Linked DNA regions of Zea mays: regions 2, 3 and 4 are each linked to region 1. A link is a contact called in public Hi-C data. All regions are on one chromosome and are shown on one strand. Each heading gives the region's core, a stretch centred on a gene start, on an enhancer-like site or on the middle of the called end of the contact. The rest is flanking DNA. Distances are from core to core; before and after follow the strand shown.

Region 1 (5,454 bases), core at 1,545-4,044:
TTGGTGGTGAAAGGGACGGGGAGGGGAGGAGCGGTGTGGGTTGGTAGGCGCAGCCACGGCGATCTGTGGGCGAGGGGGAGACTGCGGTTGTCTTAGCGGAGGGGGGCACGCGGTGGCTGAGCAGCTATGCACGCGTCGCGTCGACCTGCTCCTCCCCTCTGCCTTCCAGCCGCTGGAGCCCCACTTCCACTTGCCCTCGTCGCCGGTGGAGGACCCCACGACCGCCAGGGGAAAGCAAATCTGCATGCTCGAGCAGCCCTTCAAGTACCGCAACTTCCTTGCCGTCTTCCATGCCATAATGTGCCGCTAGGACGAGCAGCGCAATGCAGCGACAAGGACGCGTCGCCGTCTTTGCGCCCCGACTCTGGCTCCGGTGATGAAGAAAATGACGGGGACTTACCCGTGGCGCAAAAACAGGATTCATGGGGAAGGCGGGGTGGCGAGCGCGGCAGGAGTGGGGGAACGCGGGGGTGTGGGGAGGAAGAGGGTGAGGTGAGGGTCGGGGTGCCATGGACAGGGGCACAACGGGCAACATTGCGATGGAGGGAAATGTGTGGGGGCACGAAATCGCCTGGGCGACGCCGACGACCAGGGCATGCGGGGCGAGGATGGAGACGTGACAGCCATGGAATCGCGGGCGTCGCGAGAGGGTGCGACGGCTGGATTTTGCGGGGTGATGAAGTCAGAGGCGGGGGAATAAATCGCGCGTACGGATTACGCGGACGCACCGTCGGGTGGGTGCCTTTCATGGCGAGAGTGGGTGAGGAGATTTCGGATCGGGAATGGGGTAGGAAATCACGGTGTTGCGTGCACGAGGGGAGCCGGCCGGGGCGAAGGACGGGGACATGCTTCACCAGGGAGATGTGGCGCCCACGTTCTATTATATAGGGTAGTAGAGATTATTTTGATATTTTGTCTTTTTTTACAAGCGTACACACACAAAAAGGGAAAAAGGGAGAAGGACGAAGAAGAGCAAAAATGTCTAAAATAACATTAAAATCAAGCACATTGTTTGCAGTAAAAAACCAAATATCTCCAATATCTTCTCCTAGTTCTTGAAGGGGATCCACGGCTTGGCTACAAGCGGAAGACCGGAGTTGATATGCACGGCTAATCCGTTCATCTCGGTCATGTCCAGCGACAGCGTCCCTTTCCCGTTCTGGCCCCGGCTCGCCGCCTCCCAGTCAAAATGATACAGCAGGCTCGCCAGGGCCATCTCGGCGCTTCCCTCCGCAAACGCGATTCCGGGGCACATCCTCCTGCCGGCGCCGAACGGCAGGAGCTCGAAGTGCTGCCCCTTGAAGCCGACGTCAGCTGCGGCGGCGCCGCCCAAGAACCTCTCTGGCACGAATTCCTCGGCGCGCTCCCACGTCGCGGGGTCCCGGCCAATAGCCCAGGCGTTGACCAGCACGCGCGTGCGCGCCGGGACGTGGTACCCCAGGATCTCGGTGTCCGCCGCCGGCTCCCGGGGCACCAGCAGTGGCAACGGCGCGTGCAACCGGAGCGTCTCCTTCAGCACGGCCTTGAGGTAGTCCAGCTGCGCGACGTGGTCCTCGTTCACGCCGGTTGAGCCGGCCGCCGCCGCGCGGACCTCGTCCTGGGCTCTCCGCATGGCACGCGGGTGGGTGACGAGCTCCGCCATGGCCCATTCCATCGCCGTGGCTATCGTGTCCGTGCCTGCCGCGAACATGTCCTGCCGAGTAATTTAAATGGGCAACCACGAATGAACCATATCATATCAAATATAACAAATACGAAATGAATTCATGGATCGGTATGTCATATAAATTTATTACCAAGATGATGGCCTTGATTTCGTTGGTCTCTAGTTGGATGCCGTGCTCTTGGTCCTTGTTGTGGACGTCCAGCAACACGTCCACGAAGTCCCGGTCACCGCCCTCCTCCCCGCTGCGAGGCCGCCGCCGGTGGTCATCGATCACCTTCTCGAGCAACCCGTCGAGCGCCTCGAACGTCCGCCTGATCTTCCCCTCCAGCCCCGTGACGGCGTCCACCCAGCCCAGCCACGGCAGCAGCTCCCCGACGGGCGTCGTCCCCACGAGCTTCTGGAAGTCGGTGAGCACTTTCCTCTGCCGACGGCCGGAGTCGAATTCGCCCAACAGCCCGCGCGCGCTCTCGTCGCCGAACGCGGCGCGCGACACGACGGCGTTGGCGTACTCGGTGAGGAGATCGCTGAGGCCGACGGCCGCGCCACCGGCGCTGTCCCGGGCGACGCGTGCGACCAGCGCGGCGGCCTCCTGCTCTCGGACACGGCGGAAGGACCCGACGTGACGCGCGCTGAGGAGGTGGACGACGCAGACGCGGCGCGCCTGGCGCCAGTACTCGCCGTAGGGCGCGAACGCGACGTCGCGGCCGTAGAGGAGGCGCACGGCCATGGCGCTCGCGGGCCGGTTCGCGAACGCCAGGTCCCGCGCCCGCATCACCTCCTCGGCGGCGGCAGCGGAGGACACGACCACGGTGGGCACGCGGCCCAGGCGGAGCAGCAGCACGGGGCCGTGCGCGCGCGCCAGAGACGCCAGCGCGCGGTGCGGCAGCGAGCCCAGCAGGTGCAGGTGGCCCAGCAGCGGGAGGCCCCGCGGCGACGGCGGCAGCGGCAGCCTCAAGCGGTGGCGCGGCGTGGGAGAAGCAGCACGAGCGGGCCTCTTGTTGCCGGCGACGAGGAAGAGGAGGAGGAGGAGGACCGTGAGCGGCGCGGCGACGAGGACCGTGAGCAGGAGAGCGACGGGTTCGAGTGCCATGTTTGAGCTCTCTCCCTGATTGGAAAAGGCTAACGTTTGGAAAGTGAAGGCGGCGGAGACGTTTCGTTATATGCTTTGTTGCCGTCGCCGGCCGAGCAAGCAGCGCCGCCAATGCAAGGACGTTGCAACGTGGGCATGCGCCGTACACGTGTTACACTCTTTCTGCATTGACGTACGTGAAGGCGCAGTGCAGAGAACGTAGCACGCGCTGTCCCAGCTAGGTACCTTGTACAAACAAGCGACGTCAAATAAAATTGTCTTAAGTCAAATGGCTTCGAATCTGACTGGATTTCCTAATGAGAAAAAAAATAAGATCAGAAGTACCTTTTGTTTTTGTTTTTCTAAAGCAAATATGAAACATCTCTATATTTCACTACTTTAAATTCAGAAGCCAGGAGTCAAAAGCATGGTTCAAGGTTCTTTCAAAACTTCAAATCTGTACTATTCTAAAAGCAGCTACTTCTAAAAAAACAGCTTAGATTCCTATATTTTTGTTGGCTTTTGGTTTTTTTAGAGACAAAAATAAATACGAACAAAAGGTTAATATGAACATTTATAGTTTGAGCTTGCGATGAGTGAAAATCAATAGAGTAACATCTTGGATTGAGTTTGATGGACTAACGGAGACATGACTTTATACAACTTATCTTTTGAGTTGTGGCATGCAAGTGTGGAGTTCGAAGATTGTGTTCTATGGTAAGTAGTTTAGTTAGTGGTATATTGGGAATGTGAAATAGTCTTTATAAATGAGAGGGGTGCTGGCTCAATCAGCCATGTCTGTACTGGTTTAGATTTTTTTTGAAAGGACCGTGAGCAGACGGCGATGGGTTGGAGAGGCATGTTTGAGCTGCCTCCCTGATTGAGCGCATGCATGGCTACGTAAAAACAAAGAAAAGAAAATGTCACTTTCTCCTCTCTTTTTTGGGGTACAACAACAACTGCTTCAGAGTCCACGCGTACTACACGCTCGTTGCCAATGCAAACTTGCCCTCTGATGAAGTCTTGAACCGGCCGGCCGTCTTTGCATCGTGTTTTAATAGGTGCACTAGGTGGGTGTCGCAATGAAAACATAGAATATTACAATAACTTATATATAAATATGTGTTACAATATAATAAAAAATAATTTTATAATCCATTTCTAGGTGAGTTGCTGATACGTTGCTACAATTTCTATATATCACAGTTATATAGCAGTTATGTTGCTACGATTTCTATATATCACAGTACAATGCTCGTACGTTGCGACGACATGTAATTTCGTCTTCTTTGAGTGTTGCACGAGCACGACATGTCACGAGAGCTCAAACCAATAAAACTGAATGAAATTAGACCACATGTCAATCAGTGATTGACAAGACAACATATAACTCTTACCTTCAAATAAGTTCCTTATTGCAGCAATTATCAAACCAATTTCAAATAAATATTAAGATGAATTAGAACTGTTTGAACCAACTTGAGAGCAAAATATAAGCTTGTTTGATGCATATCATAGCCATAAATTTACATGGGAGATGTGATTTGTGACATAACCAGAAAATAGGCATACCAAGCATGTGTCCAAGCAACAACAGGGCAACAGAACATGCATTATTGCATTCAAACATGGCATGAGTTGGTAAGGTTTGTTAAACTGAATGCTAAACTTTCCTCCAAGAGTACTCTTGTGTTTTCCTTTGGTGATTACAGAGCTAGCATTTACAGGAAAACATGTAAGCGCCTAGCTACAATAGCAGATGTCGTCCACAGCACCAAGTTCGTCCATTAAAAAGGGACATCAACTTTGGTGGCTACCCTAATAAAATGGTGCCCCTTCCTAGAACACCAACTATAGGCCATGACAAGGGTTGCGGAGCAGAGACCGCTGTGTCACATGCCATCATGTCATGCAGAGATGAAAGCTGCAATTGGAATTTTATAGTTAGCACACATATTGCCATTACATTACTTTTCCACATAACTAAATTTTCGTGGAGCATATAAAGGAGAATTTAGTGTCATACCAAGTCATCTCTCCTTCTGCAGAAGCAAATCAAAAGCCTGAACAAGGGAGCTCTCCAACCTAACTTTTGCAATATCCTGAAAAATTGACTTGGCCTTCTCAGAACTTATAATAAGATCTTGTGGATGCTTAGTAGGCAAACCGACCAGCATTTGAACCTTAGCAAGCTGGTCAGCCTTAGCCTTTGTTAATTTCCCATCAACAAGAATGACTTCAGCATATTGCACAAAAGCTTTGTCTAAGGTCTATTCCATGCATACATCCTTCAGCCTACAAGGGCCATTTTCAATTTTCAAGAGGCCATTGAAACATAGAAACCTAGAAATTAGAAACAAACGCTAACTTCAGCTCCAACATCAGTTGCACTAAGATAAACGACAATTGTTCAGCTCGGCATAAATTATCTCATGTGAAAGAATACAATAGAATTACCATTTTAAGCCAACAAAGCTTCAGAGCCCACAGAAACTTCATTCGTTCACTACTATAGGTTCATCTTGTTATGTCTATCGTACAACATTCTTAGCTTTTTAGAGGCCGTAGTCTTGAAGAGAGCCTAGATCCACCACTGTGAGAGACTATATCTCACAAACAAATTCACTATTATGGAAAAATGAAATGATATAACAAAAACAGCTAGAGACTGGAATGCTCACATCGAGATATGGACTTTAGGGGAAGAAATTAAAATATA
Region 2 (5,695 bases), core at 3,159-5,658, 380 kb before region 1:
TTTGACTGAACAATGGCAACAAATTGACCATATTTATATGGAAATATATGTGATGTAAAATGATTACTTAGACCAAATATTTTTTCCGCACCTTGATTCATCTTTTCTTAGCCTAATAAAGTTGTTTATTGTTTTGTTTATCTGTTGGACTACAACAATCGTGAAAGGGCAATCCAGAATGTTTGCTAAATGTATGACCTTTTGCTATATTAACTTTATCTTGTTGACTGACTGATCATCGACATATGTGACATTAATGGCAGTTCAATGCACACATACATTTTTTTAGGGAAAATACAGTAGGGGATCCCCTATTGTGCAATTTTTTTATTATAGAAGGAAAGAAGAGAAAGAGAGTTACAGGAAAAAAACAAAACCTATACAGTGGGGCGAAACCTGTACTGTGATATGTGTAGTATTTTTTCTTTAATGTTGAAGGTAGTCTTAAGGCAAGTTCATGTACGGGAATTCATCTACAGGATCACGACCCTACGAACAAGAGGGAAGTCGTTAGGATGCAGGATAGTCAATTCTGCATCAATGTTTGACTGAAAGTCTAAAAAACAATTGATCAACAGATCAATGTGCCACAATCAGAATTGAACTATTTTAATTCCTATATAAAAAAGCGATGGCTCATCAAGTTCATGATTAGGAGAAGGAATCGACCTGGTGAGCGATGTTATGTATGACGAGAATGGGGCGAGTGTACTGCATTAACCCATGGTCTTTGTAATTTGCCTTCAGATAAGTAGGTAGAAGTGCAGTGTGCCAATCATTGGCAATGAACACCAAATTTCCATCTCAGTAGCACACACCACCACAGGGAACATGCCAAGGAACCTGCACGTTATGCAATAGTCACATATATAATAAAAAACAATATTCTAGTACAGAATATGCATAAATGAGTAGGGAGAAATCAAGATAATAAAATTCCATTTGAGCAAAAGTTGAGCACAATAGCCCAATTATGTTGCTGTTGAGACAACTGCTGACAGGAATATCAATCAGTCTATAGTTGGCACCCAATGGCACTGCAGGCTTGGCACGCTTCTTTGTCAAGGGATACAATCTAGTCCTAGCACTACCAACAGAAGCCTCATCATCGATGTAATCAAGCCGCGGCGGGACTGCCCTTGGTGGCGGCCATGGTTGCTTAATTCCCCTCACAAGCTTTGCAGAACCAGGACCAAAGCGAGCAATGTACTCCTTCATCGAAGCCATCTGTTCCTGCTCCCATTGGTACTGCTTCAGTTGACACTCTTCAAGCTTCAACTCAAAATCCACAACACAGCCATGCCCCTGGAAGTAATTTGCAGGCTCCTCATCATGGGCAGCCAGCAAGCCATCCTTCTTAAACAAACCGACAGAAGTCCTAGCATTCCAGACCAGCATAAGCACCCAGACACCTGCTGTCAGCACACTGCTCGTGAGCAACTCGCCAAAGGTAACATTGCCACCAGGTTTTGGCCTGTTGTTGTCCCTAAGCACGGTAATCTTTGTGTCCACGATCCAGTCCGTGATGTCAACCAATTGTTGAGTCTTGTCTGCACAAAGGCCTTCCATATTTGCACCTGTGCAGTAGCTATTGATCAGAGCATTGTACATCACCGCAGATGGTGCCTCCTCGCCCTTAGTCAGCATTTCGTCGAACACCTTCGCGGCGTCCTCCATCCATCCACCCAGTCCGTCCCTGTTCTGACTCTGGACGACAGCAGGCTGTCCACCATGCCTTTGCTGATGCCTTGGGGGTTCACCTCCACGATGTGCTGGCCTCTCTTCACCACCACGGGTTCGTTGTCCAGCTCATTGTCAAGATGGTCGAGCATCTCCTTGTCCCGGCAGGAACCAAAGTCCGGATCTGCCTCGTCGTGGTGCTGCGTGTAGATGACGGGAGGAGAAGCCGCTGGCTCCCTCCCCACCCCGCCGGTCCATGGCTGGCAGGAGTCGGAGACGATGCAGCTTGCCAGCGGAACCGGGGCACCGCCCTCCCTGTCGAAGTCATGTGGTGGAGCCGGCGTAGAGCGCGAGGAACGACCGACAGTCGAGGTCGAGGCCGGGGGTGCGCGTGTAGTGCTGGTCGCGGAAGAAGACGTCGACGGAGTCGCAGTCGGAGACGATGTAGCCGTCCAGGCCCCAGGGCCCGCGGATGGTGCCGCGCAGGAACGCTGCATCGACACAGCTGGGCACGTCATTGACCTAGTTGTAGGAGCACATGACACTGGCGGCGCGGCCGTCCTTGACGCAGGCGCGGAAGGGGACGTTGAAGGTGTCCACCAGGTCCTGTGCCGCCACCACGCCGGGCGGGTTTTTCGGCGGTTCGCGGCTGGCGTATCGCGGTGGTCGTGCGGGGTGCGCGGCGTACGGGTTGGGCGGATAGCGGAGGCCGGGGTTCGCGGCGGCGGCGGCCGGGGTTTGCGGCACGCGTGCGGGCTGGCGCGAATCGCGGCAGACGCGCCTTGCGGTTGGTGGCGGGACGGCGGTCGGGGTCACGCCTTGCGGTTGGCGGCGAGATGGCGGCTCGCGCGCGGGCGGGGTTTTCGGAGGGCAGGCGGGCGGAGGGCGAGCGGGGGCGGTCTACGCTCTGCGCTTAATAGTTAGTAGAGATATAATGCCACCTAATTTCCTCTAGCTCAGTCTAGTTTTAGTCTTTGAAAGAGTAAAATGTATAGCCAAACATACAATCATTGCATATAGTTTCTTCAGTTACTTGAGATTGCATATGCATTCGTACAAATTTGGAAGACACAAGCTCCACTTGAGACTGAGTGACAAATGATGTCCCTTTTCTCTCAGACCGCTGTAGCATAGCATGGTTGCATGCGTTATCTTATCTACTACTATAGCAGCAGTACGTCCGCTAGGTTGGATTGGAGCTATGGATCTGGATTGCTACTGTACTGCTAGCGCTGCCTACAGTTCTGGCTGAGAAACACGTTTGCTAGCAGGGGGAATGGGAGGACTAATTTTTTTCCTTATTTCATTTTAAACAGTAATAAATTTTAGTCTCCTCAATCCCTTCCTCACAAATAACGTTGGTTTTCTGGTCGTGACTGTTAATATGAGATTATTAATAAATGCCTTCCTTAGTCTTAATCAGGTAACTAAGGTTCTGTTCGAAAGCACCTAATATTTAAAAAACTGATTTATATAAATTGAGATGGTTCCAAACATACTAGTTTATAGAAATTAGATTCTTAGTTTTTAAAAACCAAAAAATTAGTCTCTCCTAACTAGAAGATAAAAACTGGTATTTTAAAAACTAGGTTGTTTTCAAACAGGGCCTAAGTCTAAGATTTCCTTTCCTTTGCGTTTTATAGTTTCTTTTTTTATTTTAAATAATTATATATGTATTCTATACTACATTTATACATCTATAAATATATACACATATATATCTCAAAATTTGAATAAGACTAATTAATCATAGCTTGTATTTTACAATAAATTCTATTCGTCACTCTGTTCCTCTGGACTTAAAAAAAAGGCTCTTTCGGGACAAAGAAAAAGAAAATATGAAGTATTCAATTCCTACCAGAAAATTTTCTACATGAGCCTTTGCAACACATGATTGAATCCATCAATTCCTTTGAAATTTTTATGAATTTTTTCCCTCCATACAATTTTTGAAGGAAAAATAACAAGAGGTCTAACCTATTGAAAACTTTCCTAGAGTCTCTCTATCCAAATTCCTAGGTACGAAATTTTTTCTCTAGTGGTGTAGCATAGCGTGGAGCTGATATTGAGCAACGAACGGAGTCTAACTTGGCGGCAAAACTTTGACGACGACGCGTTACCTGCTGCAACTCGTCGGTGACGCGGATCTGTAGTCTAGGAAATGCTAATGTGTTCACCGATGTACTAGCAGTAACAACATCCTACACTCCCATCCCACCTGCAAGCAGATTCGGTGCGTTCAGACAAGCCTGCTGCCGCAAGGATTTCATTTCACACGCGGAGCACGTACAGTATGAAATGAAGATCCCTCGTCTTTGATTTGCTTGCCGTGGTCCGCCCTGCCGTACTTTGTCGGGGGCAGCTAGCCTTTATTATTGTTATGTGATGATGAGTTCATCATCGGATACAGTGGTAATGGCACCCGCCACCGCTAGAGGACCCCAGTCCCCCCCACACACAGGCCTCCTCTCCTCTGAGACCGAGGCGCGTCGTCTTTGCCATCAATCGTATCATCGCCACCATGCCTGGTCAAAGTAAATGAACTCACACCGATGGAGGAGCCCCCCTCCTTGCCATCAAAAGCTGGATCGACACGGCTGAGCTTTCGCGTCCGCTGTTACTGTGGCTGGCGCCAGCGCCCAGAGGTAAAGGCAAAGCGAGTAGCGAGCCTCCAGTTTCCTGTGTGGTAGGGCGTAGGGGCATGTGTGTATCTGTCCCTGAATCGTCGAGGACAGTACGAGTAGACTAGCAGTAGTAGCTGTCTGCCCCTCTCTCATCTAGTATCTCTCTGCTCCTTCCATTCCTTGCGACTCCACTGTCCTCCTCCCTCCCACAGATCTTGGCTTCCGTCTCCTACCCCCAGCACAAGCACTTGCAGCTCAAAGCAGCCAGCCAGAAGCCTCGGTCTCGGAGTCGGAGGGACGCAGCCAGCCGGCGCCGCGCCTGGCGGGCGGGAGAGTGCGCTTCAGGCGGCTTCAGTCCAGTCCAGTCCACTCCCGCCAAGACGCAAAAGGTGCCATTTTTTCTTCTTCTTCCGCTTCACTTCAATATTTTCAGTCTAGGGGACGGGAAGCGACGCAGCCTGTGCTTCTCCCTCACTGCTCGCCCCTCTCCCTTCCGGCCGTTCCGGTAAATTCTCTCCATCTTGGTCACCGTAGTTGCTCTACAATCCTTCAGTTTCGGAGTAATGTTCTGTCCACCCGGGCTTCAGATTCAGAGAGGCTAGCAAACGTGCAGTCTGGTTGCGATTTGAGGCCGGCTCATGTCGTCAGTTTAATCCGGTTGTGATTCTCAGCCGTTTCCTGCCGCTACTTGGTCCAGCCGTCCAGGTACAGTTGGGAATCCATGTCAGGCTTTGTGAATTTCGGGAGTAGGGAGGGTGGAGTGGTGGACCGGAGTACCGGACCGGCTGGTGTTAGGTTTAGGATCTTGTCCCAATCCAATCTGGTAGCACCAGTCAGCCTTCACTTCTGTGCCTGCCTGCCTAGTTTCAAGGAGATCAGTCAATCAATGGTCTCTAACCTGTAACCACCACCACCCCTCCTTTACTCCTCCTTCCTTCCCGCTGCACTGCATCCTGGTAAAAGCTAGTGCTCGTGAGCAACTGCTCGTCTTTGAGACTTTCTTCAACACGAACCATGTGAAATTCCAGCAATCATGGATAGGGTAGCTCAGGCGGCTACTGAATGCACAGATGTTCCGTGGAAGCCAGTTCCCCAACCGCTTCCTGTCCTGCCCTTGCCTGCTTATTTGTTCAGCGGTCTCGCTATCCAAGCATCAAAATTTGTTCTTATACCAACTGGCTTCTTGGCGCTTGCCCCCCTCCTCTGAAATTGTATCATTTTCTTCTTTAGAACAAGAATTGTCTAGTCTTAACTTCTCCCTCTGATACGAACTAGGGTTAGATAAGGTTTCCTGTTACTTTGCAGTTTCCTCTTGACTTGGTGTGCTTTCCCGAGTCTTCAGTCATCTCCTGCCTGAAGCAAACTGGCTTCTAAAAATAAATTGTCTTGTC
Region 3 (4,983 bases), core at 896-3,395, 340 kb before region 1:
GCTGTCTACTCCTAATTTTGTCATTCTTCAACTTCATTGTTACCCCATTCAACAATACTCTTCTGCCTTTTACAGGATAAAGATAATAAAGACAATAAAGAGTTTAAAGTTGATTGGAAGAGGGTGGGCATCACAAGCTCCTTCGGATTTGCTTTTGTTGGTCCAGTTGGGCATTACTGGTTAGTTCCCTGTTTTTTATCACATGTCGTTATGTCTACCTGTTTACATGTATATTTTCTGTATGATCATAGGTTAATCTCTTACTGTATAACAATAAAAAAACTCGTAAGTCGTAACCATAATCTTATGCTCCCAGTCTCAGTCACCACACGTCACAGATGAAAAGCAAATACAGAATAACAAACACAGCAACACACTCTGATAAAATAACAAAAACATAGGATAATATAGAAGATAAAAGGGCAAAGTGAGGATGTAATCCCAAATTCCCAATTCTGCACTGCTGTTCTCCATTTTAGGTATCTACGTGTTAGTATGAGTGACAGTTCATGGTGTCATATTATCTTTTTTGATCGTAATGGTGTCATATTATCAATAAGCACTTGGCGACTGCTTGAAAATTGATATATCTAACAACACATGATTTGCTTGAATATACTGGGTTATCTTTCAATAGAGTAAATCACGATATAATATTACCAACAGCATGCATGACAACATGAGTGCACAAGTGGTTCACGGAATTTTGCCCCGCTACCTAGTTATGTGGTCAGGCAGTTGACTGTCCACAATGGGCAAACATCAACTTATAATCAAGAGTAGAAGTTTTTTGGCATGTACTTCACAGTTCACAGTTGTACATCCTTATTTGTCATTTTTGTGCTCAGTAGTCCACTTCAACATTGATTTGATTTGCACCATGTCACATGTAGTGACGATGCTATGTTTTGGAGAGTTAGTTGTAAACCACTGGACTATGTTCAGCTGTATGAAAACACAGATAAAAAAATATGATCACACGGGTTTTTGCTATTGGACAGATGTTGATCCCACAATCTCATCACTTACTGCTGCAATTTGTTCATTTGCAAAAGGTAGGTAAGATCTTGTGGTACGGGTGTACTGTACTGCCCCTCTAGGGCCCAAATTTTCTTCTTAATATAATGATGCACAGTTCTCCCGCGTTTTCGAGAAAAAAAAAGAGATGAAAGCAGTTCTCTCCTTATTTTTTGGAGTGAAAAATACGGGCGAACTATTGTGAATTGGACTGCTATATGAGATGTTGTTGGCAGCATCAATATCTGTCACTAAGGCTTTGGTTTTGTTGTATAGGTATGAATACCTGGATCGCATCATCCGGCGGAGGTTTCAGCCTAACACGTTCAAATTCGTCGCCTCAAAAGTTGCCGCGGATGGATTCCTCTTCGGACCACTAGACCTCCTCCTGTTCTTCTCATATGTTGGTCTGGGTCAAGGAAGGAGCATAGAGCAGGTGAAGGAGGACGTGAAGAGGGACTTCATTCCGGCTCTGGTGTTAGGCGGAACCATCTGGCCTGCTGTGCAGATCGCGAACTTCCGCTTCGTTCCCGTGCGGTACCAGCTCCTGTATGTGAACTTGTTCTGCCTCCTGGACAGCTGCTTCCTGTCGTGGATTGAGCAGCAGGGTGACGCCTCCTGGAAGCGGTGGTTCACTTCGTTCCAGAAAATCGAAGACCAGAAGGGTAAGGTTTGATTTGAGTCATGCATGGTTCGTTGTCTGGATCAGTACCTGTAAACTCCGGTTGATCAAGGAAGATAATTGCGATGCCAGCAAGGCTGAACATTGGCGTCGCTATAGAGAATTCTTTTTAGTCTTTGACGGGATGAAACGGTTGCCGAGTTGCTCTGTTAACTGAAGTGCCTGTGTTTTGCCGATGTGTTAAACTTTCTTTTTAGTCTTTGATCCAAGATGCTTAAGTCATGTCTGGGAATGGGTGGAATTGACGATTGCAACGCGAGCAAAAGCTGAATATATATCCTGTTGCAGCAGTTCCAGTCCAGGAATAGCTAGCGAGGGATGGGTGGGGATCATGGACGGCGCACAGGCGCCGACGGACGAGCCTGGAAACGAGCTCCGCCTCTCCTCTCCATCTATCTATCTATAAAGGGCGCATGGCGGCCCCTCGCCGAGAGGAGTTCACGAACGATCCTCTCCCTCTCCCTCTCCGTCCCCCAAGCAAAGAAAAGAAGCTAGCTAGCTAGGCGTAGAACGAATGACGACGCAGGGCGGCAACAGGTCGACGACGACGCTGGTCGCCGCCGTGGCCGTAGTTCTGGCCGTGGCGGCGGCGTCGTCCCTGGCCGGCGTGGCGTCCGCGGAGAAGGCGGGCGGGTTCGTGGTGACGGGGCGCGTGTACTGCGACCCCTGCCGCGCCGGGTTCGAGACGAACGTGTCCAGGAGCGTGGCCGGCGCGACGGTGGAGGTGGTGTGCCGGCACTTCGGCGCGTCCAAGGAGACGCTCAAGGCGGAGGCGACGACGGACGACAGCGGGTGGTACAAGCTGGAGATCGACCAGGACCACCAGGAGGAGATCTGCGAGGTGGTGCTGGCCCGGAGCCCCGACCCGGGGTGCGCGGAGATCGAGGAGTTCCGCGACCGCGCCCGCGTCCCGCTCACCTCCAACAACGGCATCAAGCAGCAGGGCGTCCGCTACGCCAACCCCATCGCCTTCTTCCGCAAGGACCCGCTCAAGGAGTGCGGCGCCCTCCTCGAGAAGTACGATCTCAAGGACGCCTCCGAGACGCCATGATCGTCCTCCGTCCTGTGCATGCCTGCATCCATTGCTGCCCTGCCCGCTCGCCCAAGAATTGAAGATGGTAGCTGCCTTCCGCGTTTTTTGTATTGTGTATGTCTATGCACTGCATTCGAGGGCAGCGATAATGGGCCTGGCCTCGTAAGCAAACGTTCGATCCGCTTCTTTTGATGGGCCTAAATCTGCATGCATGCAGATGTACTGCTACTTCTGCTCTTTTATATTGCTTTTTTTTTTAATTTTATTAACTTCTCGTTTTCTCCCTCATCCCTCGTCGAGGAGGAAGGGTATCCGTTTTGTTTTTATGATGCAAAGGTATCCGTTTTGTTTGTATAGTACAGTATCTCATCTATTTGAGATCTCTTATGGTTTTGTTGAGTTGAAGGAACCATTTGGGGGAGAAAGAGAGCTGAAGTGAATGAGATTTGATAACCACGAGATTAGTGTCTCATTAGTGCATTCCGAGAAGCAAGTGTGCATCCATAATTCTCATTAGCCTTGTTAGATCAAATGAGAGCCTGCACATGTTACTCTTAGTGATTGGTATCACCTATATGGCTTCGTGGCGTTTAGGAGTTTGGTGATAACTCGGTGGTGAGCGTGGGTGGTCTAACTGAAGTTTTAAATAGTTATGGGTGATTTACCATACTAGAGTGGTGAAGAATCAAACAATAGAGAGCATTTGGTTCTTGCATAGATCAAGATGGAGCGACATCCTTGCCTGGGTGCTCCAACAAGGACTAGTGGAGAGTGTTGACTCTCCGATATCTCGACAAAACATTATTATGTTTATAACCCTTAATTACTTTTGAGTATTTATATTTGAGTGATTTAATTTTTGTCTTTGCATTTATATATTTGTCATGCTATAATAGGGTTAGAACATGTAAAAACTTATGTCATGCTATCCAGTAGGATTTAATTGTTGCAAAATTTTTATCTTAGCCAAATTCACCCTTCTAATGAGCATCTTAATCCTTTCACTTGATATTGGCTATTCGATAGGATTTAATTGTTGAGATTTTTTTATCTTAGCCAATTTCACCCTCCTATTAAGCACCTTAATCCTTTCAATTGATATTAGAGCCCGTGCTCATTGTTTTAGGCTTAACTGTCTAGAGAAAGATGTCTGGTGGAGATGGACCCCCTCTTGTGTTTTGAGTGAGACAATTTTCTTTATTGGAAAATTTGTATGGAGGCATATCTTATGGCCATATATATTGGATCATTTAGAGTCTCCACATAAGGCTTTTCAAAACCTAAGGATCCCACCAACCTAGTTGGTGATAAAAATATGAGATACACTATAAAACACGGAATGCAAATGCCAAAAACACACTCTTTAGAGGTCTTTGCAAGGATGTTTTTAACCAAGTGCAAAATCACAAATGCACCCATGCACTATGGTTAGATATTTGTGCACTCCATGAGAGAACAAAAAAGTGAGAGGACCACTATCATATTAATTGTTATGAGGAAATTAAATTCCTTTGAGATGCTTCCTCATGTAAGTGCTCATGAAACATACTTTTGAATAAATATCCTTGTATAAGAAGTCAATGTGCAATTACTTACTCAATTGTCACAACCCGGTGTTGCGAGTAAAATTCTAAGTGTCTTCCTAGCTAATTGATAAGGATGGAAATATTGTCACCGTGTTCCTTAAAGTTGATCTTTCCACCACCACACAAACAAAAATATTAGGGAAGATCAATGCTCACTCAAGATGGCTCCTCATCAAACAAGAAATACTTAGCTCTCAAGGCTAATCATGAGAAGAAGAGCTAAAGAAAAATAAGGGAAAATCTTGATAGCTCAAATGATGAAGAATGTGATGATATGAAACTTGGTCTCATGATTTGGAAGACATTAGGGTGCTGTTTGGTTCACGAAATGTAACGTAAAGGGTAATGGTAACGGTTTACACTCGATTACGGACGGTAACAAGTTTGAATAGTCCGGTATCAATTTTTAGTATGGTATCTGATTACGGTTGGACTAAAACAAACATGATTTAACGGTATCACTTACCCATTACGTTACAAATATTTGAACCAAACGGTACCTAGGTGTGTTTAGTACATGGACCATTGTCACACCCGGTTTTAAGGGACAAAGCCGGGTGCATCTCATACATGCGCCAAAGAAGACAACACATACAATAACACAATGTATAGAGATAAATATCACAATATAATCAGAGTACTTATTACATAGCGGAAGTCTTACA
Region 4 (5,690 bases), core at 3,164-5,663, 510 kb before region 1:
GCATTTAATGCATAAAGATGTTCCATAGTTGGCATGCTCTTAAAAAAATACAAGGTCATTTAACTAAAACTGGTCAGCAGTTGGCACAAATTTCTCAAAATAAAACAAGATGGACAATTCGCTTTATATAAATAAACCCATAATAAGAATGGCGTGCTTCACTGGTTGAAACTTCAAAACTTATACAGGAAAGAGGTCAATGTTTCTATGCAGCAAACATAAAAAATGAGGCAAGCTAAGACTACTTTGGTACCTCTCTGTTTCCTGGGTCTAAAGCATTCAGCATCTCAGCAAGTACATCCATAATACCACAAGCGTTATGAATCTCCGACATGCTGAAAATATAGGCATTCATTCAGTATAAGCGCAGTCATGAAAACAACCCAGATGTATATAGTCTCAAAGGAAATTTGTATGTGCTGTACTTGCTGCTTTGCTCGCACGGTATCCTAAACTCAATAGCCAGTGGCATATACACAACTGTATCTCTTCTCATTGTGCTAACTAGCCATATATCCAATAAACAGACTCGAGAGGTTAAGAAACTAGCTGTCATGGGCATCATAGGGAGCGGTCACCACCATGCAGTCCGCACCCGCAGGAAAGGAAAGAATAAGATTGAGATGAGCTGGGATAAGGCTAGAGAATAAGATTGAGATGAGAGAATTGTGGAGAGTTGGTTAGCAGCAGATAAGTTCAAGAAAGTAGGAGTTAGTTGAGAGTTTGTAGGAGAAGTTGGTTAGACATAGGGCTATTTATAAGCCGCATGGCAGCAGGGAATAAATCAAGCAAGATCATTATCAAATCAATCCCTCTCTCTTGCAATGACCCTCTCAAGCGCCTAGGGCTGCTACCCTAGAACCAAGCCTGCGGCAGAGGGGTATAACCTCGCCGGAGAAGACAGCTATCCCCATGGACCGAAGGTCCATGACACTAGCTATGATGTCTTAATGTCAGAATATGTAAAAACGGTCATCTGGATATATTGAGTAGTATACTCTGTTCTTGAACCTACTACCACTAACAACCTGAGTTTTTTTACACGAACATTCAAGCCATCTTGAGCGCATGAAGCAAGTCGATGATACATAATCAAATAACAAGCAGAAACTAGAAAATATGACGATATATCAAACAATCCTCTATCGTTTTGTTTAACTGCACACCCTCACCTCATAACATGAACCAGACCACAATCTAAAACTAGAAATATCACAATCATTGCACACAGTATTATATTGTTTTGTAGATTATGTGCTAGTAAGAGACAGTAGTGAAAGAATTAAATGTTAAGCTATTTAAGTGTAGAGGAGAACAGATAGAAAAAGACATCGAGACACAAAATAAAATGTAAAAAAAGCACACCTCAAAGCAGGAAAATCATTGGCAGCAGAAGATTCCGCTTCCTGTTGGTCAGGACTACGCATATTCCTTGCTGCCTGAGACTGGCCATTAAACAAAGGTGCAGGTTTCTCGGGTCTCTTCGGGAATTCAGCTCCAGCACGCTGCCAGACAGAAACATAAGATCATAATCTTGTCAAACACACCACAAATCAAATGAGCCAATTGAAAATTTTTGAAGCAATAAATTGACTCGAGCTTCAAAATTATACCACCAACTCATGGTATGCTGCATAGTATTGTGGATATCTTGCATGTGATCCCCCAAACACGTCTTGCCATGTATCTATCAGCACCAATACCTTCTCTTTAACACGAGGATCAGACTGTAACATGAAAACAAAATGCCATCAGAAACCAGCAGTTCATTAGAATAAGAACTACAGTTTTGCAAGCATGAAGCATATTGAACCTTTTTCTTCACTATCTTCACCATATCATGCAATATATCTCTCTCTGCAACATGCATGTGAAGTATATCCCCACAATTTTTTATAACAGTTTCCAACAGCTGAAATATAGAGATATCATCAGCAAGACAATGCTAACATTTTGGCAATAGCTAAATATTAAATTTAAAAATCATCATAACAAAATTATACATGTTCTACACCATATACATATCCTGGACCTCTACAAACATACAAAATACAACAGATGTATTGAGCCTCAACAATTCAAAAGAATTGGGTGTTGGTGTTTGTATTCCTTTGGTGGTTTTAACAAGGAAACAAAATGCGCAAGTTAAAGTTATTAGGATCTCATGAATAAACTAAATAGTAAAAAACAGTCGGAATAGCCTACCACCAATTCCTAGTAAGAATAGACAAAATGTGTTCACTGTGCTCAGTTATCCTGATAGTGTAGCAGAATGTATGAGTATGATCATGAGCAACTGCATATGCAATGAAGCATAGGACAAATGACGGGAACATAAATTGGAACATGGTTGAACATATAACAAAAGTGCAACACATAACTTAGCAGATGATCAGGTGTTTGATTTGTGAAAGCAAGACACAAAACGACAGAAAAAAATCTTCAACAGTTACCAGTGCCAGAGGATCACGTGTTCGATTTTGTGGAAGCACAATACAAAACAATAAAAAAGTCTTTGACAGTTACTAATAGCCTACCACACGTAAGACATAAAAGTAAATGACAAGTCACAGACAGACTTACAGTTAGTGCAAGAAGTTGAACTTTTGGATTCTTGTGGCCAATCCGTTTCTTTAGTGCCTTGACGACATCTTTTGATTGCCTGTTACAAGCATAGATATGGACAATCAATAACAGAATGACAGCAGGGCAAAGCAAATTAAATGGGCTTCTGTTTCAGCAGAAACGAAATGAACATGAGCAACCTAGTGCAAGCTATATCATTTCAGTCCAGTAGAATGTTTGATATTCAGTCCCAATTCTTGGCCATGAACCAAATAAAAACAAAGTGCATCATTTGCCAGCAGATTCAGATACTCAAATATATTGTCATATGCGGAATCAAAACATTTGGACTGAAAATATGGAAACCAGAATACAGTATCTTCCCCATATTCCCACTGGTCTACCTCTATTTTTTTTTTTGCCATTTGTAAAATCGTCTGTGGATATTTTCCCTCATAGATGCAGCGCGCTGTGATTGATCAGGAAAAGTATGTTACAGCACCTAGTTAGGATACAGTAAGGGCCCCTCTCGTGTAGCATTCCCTTTTGCCACACGACCTAATCAGCAAATGGAGCATGGACAGTTATTTCCAAACCAGGGATTGCTCAATTATGATTTGAACAATGATGACCCAATGAAGCCCCCCCCCCCCCCCCCCCCCCCCCCCACCTCTACTGTGCGATCGGAGACTACTAACAGTTTAAAAAAATGACTACACGACGTGAGAATGCAAACGGAGCAAGGCAGGTACATTGCAGAGTCAGAAATGATGATCCTGGCAGAGACGCATGTGGCGGGTAGCTCAATTCGAGCAGCCTGGACCCCCTCTAGTTGGAACCTAACTCCGAGAAGGGTGAGCGCGTAAAACCACAACTGATCGCAGGCGCGATTGAGAATCTCGCGGGGATAGGGAGGGAATCTGATGGCGGGAGCAGCCCGAATCCGAGACAGGTCAGGGTAGCGGGAGAGGGGGTCCGTACCCGGGGTCGCGGTTGCAGATGTCGCAGATCTCCATGTTCTTAGCCCAGTCCGGGCCGATGAGCATGTCTCTGGTGGCGCGGTCCACCATGGAACCAGCCATGGCGGGCGGGGGGAACGGTCGGAGGGAGGCCCGGTGGCGGGGCGGCCGCTGCTGGCCGGATTGGGATCGGCAGCGAGCGGATGGCGCTCGCCCGTGCCCGAAACCACCCGCACCAGGCAAGTTGGCCGCGCACCTCTCTGTGACTGTCTTCCCCCTTTCTTTTTTGCCCCCACCCTCTGACTTTGTGGGGGCTGCAAAAATTAGGTACCTGCACGGCGACCACAGTGGCTCGCTCGCTGGCTGCCGCGCTCCGGGTGGCCGGAGAGGAGGACGTGCCTGCGACTGCGGCTGCGGCGGATCGGAGATGGGGATGCCGGTGGCGGGCGTGAATGGATGTTTCGTTGGAACCGACGGATCTGGCTCTGGCTGGTTGCTTTCGCAGCGGCGTGAGCTGTCCAGTCCAACGCGGACGCGGCGGAGGAATCCTCTCTCTTTCCCGTGAGCAGTGCCCCGTTGGGTTCGTCCGTGCCGTGCGTGTCACCGAATCTGAACCGGAGGCCGGTGCTCCGTGCTCGTGGGACTCGGGAGGGAGGACGCCTCGACGGCGACCCGGCAGCCGCCCGGCCCTCCCTTCCCTCGCGGCTTGCGCCAACCCAAACCCACCAAATGCACCTCGCAGGCCGGCCCAACCTGCAAAAGGCGCCAGTAAGTAGGCCCACGCCTCACCCTACGGCCCACGTAGCAAGCAGCCGCAAAGCTCCCATCTCTCTCACACACACACACTGACACAACACCCAGCCAAGAGCCAGGCAAGCAAAACAATAGGGCTTCATCCCACCGCGCGCCACCGGACCTTGAACGGTTGAACCCCCCTGCCTCCCCAGTTCCCCAGCCATGGCGGCGGCCCCCTACGACCGGGAGGACGGTCTGCAGCCGTCGGCGCCGCCGCACGCGGTGGACGCTTACGATCCCAGCTACGTGCCGGACTCCGTCAAGACCTTCGTGGTGCACCTGTACCGCCACATCCGGGACAAGAACGTCTACGAGATCCACCAGATGTACGAGGGCGGCTTCCAGCGCCTCTCCGACCGCCTCTTCCGCGACGCTCCCTGGCCCTCCGCGGAGGCCGTCGCACCCTACTGCGACGGCGATCCCGTCTTCCTCCTCCTCTACCGCGAGCTCTGGTACCGCCACGCCCACGCCCGCCTCTCTCCGCTCACTGCCGCGCACCGCGCCGAGTCCTGGACCAACTACTGCGACCTCTTCAGAGTCGTCCTTCACGGCGTCGTCAACATGCAGCTGCCCAACCAGTGGCTCTGGGACATGGTCGACGAGTTTGTCTACCAGTTCCAGAGCTGCTGCCAATACCGCGCCAAGCTCAAGACCAAGACGGAGGACGAGCTCAACCAGCTCAAGCAGTTCGACAAGGTTGCTAGTACTTGTCTTGTCTTCCCTTTCCCTTTCTTGCCAGGTGCATGACTCCAACAAATGCCCAAAAAATGGCAGTGAATCACGGCTCTGCTCTCCCTAAATCAAACGTACCTGCAGGCGTGGAACGTGTACGGGGTCCTCAACTACCTGCAGGCGCTGGTCGAGAAGTCCATGATCACACAGATCCTCGAGAGGGAGAAGGAGGGCCTGGAGCAGTTCACCGCCACCGATGGCTACGACTACGAGGGCGGGAGCAACGTGCTCAAGGTGCTCGGCTACTACAGCATGATTGGCCTCCTCAGGATACACTGCCTCCTTGGGGATTACCACACTGGCCTCAAGTGCCTCGGTCCCATCGACCTCAACCAGCAAGGGGTCTACAGCATTGTCATCGGGAGCCACATTTCCACCATCTATCACTATGGCTTCGCAAACCTTATGATGCGCAGGTGTGGCAAACCTACTTTTCTGATCACTATGGCCTACGATTGTTTAGAACCTAGTGCATTGAGGTTGGCACACATAGTTTTGATACCTTTAGTACAAGAAATAATGGAACCCCTAGTATTATACCTTCTTACAATCAGGTTTGAAGCCAGGATTTGAGATATGGGGTGGGGGTGGGGGACTGCTTACAATCTTATTGAGGATATCTGCGGAATGATTAGACAT

Evidence for each region. Hi-C and Micro-C count contacts between places; a contact is called where the count stands out from the background.
Region 2: a contact with region 1 is called in a Hi-C map of bundle sheath, with 2.6 times the contacts expected there. The contact joins the promoter of LOC100279568 here to the promoter of LOC100192876 in region 1. A contact is called at or near these places in 2 of 25 Hi-C or Micro-C datasets (bundle sheath and endosperm).
Region 3: a Hi-C map of leaf shows a contact between it and region 1, with 4 times the contacts expected there. The contact joins the promoter of LOC100282058 here to the promoter of LOC100192876 in region 1. A contact is called at or near these places in 8 of 25 Hi-C or Micro-C datasets (bundle sheath, ear, leaf and 1 more).
Region 4: a contact with region 1 is called in a Hi-C map of tassel, with 4 times the contacts expected there. The contact joins the promoter of LOC100279318 here to the promoter of LOC100192876 in region 1. A contact is called at or near these places in 4 of 25 Hi-C or Micro-C datasets (ear, endosperm, leaf and 1 more).

The regions. Positions count from the first base shown.
Region 1 is chr8:28,558,797-28,564,250 of Zm-B73-REFERENCE-NAM-5.0, reverse strand. LOC100192876 reads right to left here and starts at 2,794. Exons shown (of 2, transcript NM_001138064.2): 1 at 1,797-2,794; 2 at 972-1,693. The coding sequence starts at 2,756. The coding sequence ends at 1,049. It overlaps LOC103635005 (a long non-coding RNA gene), which reads right to left and starts at 695. Exons shown (of 2, transcript XR_557065.3): 1 at 1-695.
Region 2 is chr8:28,938,761-28,944,455 of Zm-B73-REFERENCE-NAM-5.0, reverse strand. LOC100279568 reads left to right here and starts at 4,408. Exons shown (of 4, transcript NM_001152565.1): 1 at 4,408-4,693.
Region 3 is chr8:28,896,955-28,901,937 of Zm-B73-REFERENCE-NAM-5.0, reverse strand. It overlaps LOC100282058 (pollen allergen Phl p 11), which reads left to right and starts at 2,145. Exons shown (of 1, transcript NM_001154971.1): 1 at 2,145-3,125. The coding sequence starts at 2,214. The coding sequence ends at 2,750. LOC100285507 (mpv17 protein) reads left to right here. Exons shown (of 3, transcript NM_001158399.1): 2 at 76-179; 3 at 1,294-1,989. The coding sequence ends at 1,693.
Region 4 is chr8:29,067,234-29,072,923 of Zm-B73-REFERENCE-NAM-5.0, reverse strand. LOC100279318 (eukaryotic translation initiation factor 3 subunit 6-interacting protein) reads left to right here and starts at 4,413. Exons shown (of 7, transcript NM_001152339.1): 1 at 4,413-5,015; 2 at 5,136-5,467. The coding sequence starts at 4,482. It overlaps LOC100279184 (Putative VHS/GAT domain containing family protein), which reads right to left and starts at 4,048. Exons shown (of 10, transcript NM_001349010.1): 1 at 3,547-4,048; 2 at 2,584-2,662; 3 at 1,814-1,912; 4 at 1,614-1,727; 5 at 1,366-1,505; 6 at 254-335. The coding sequence starts at 3,647.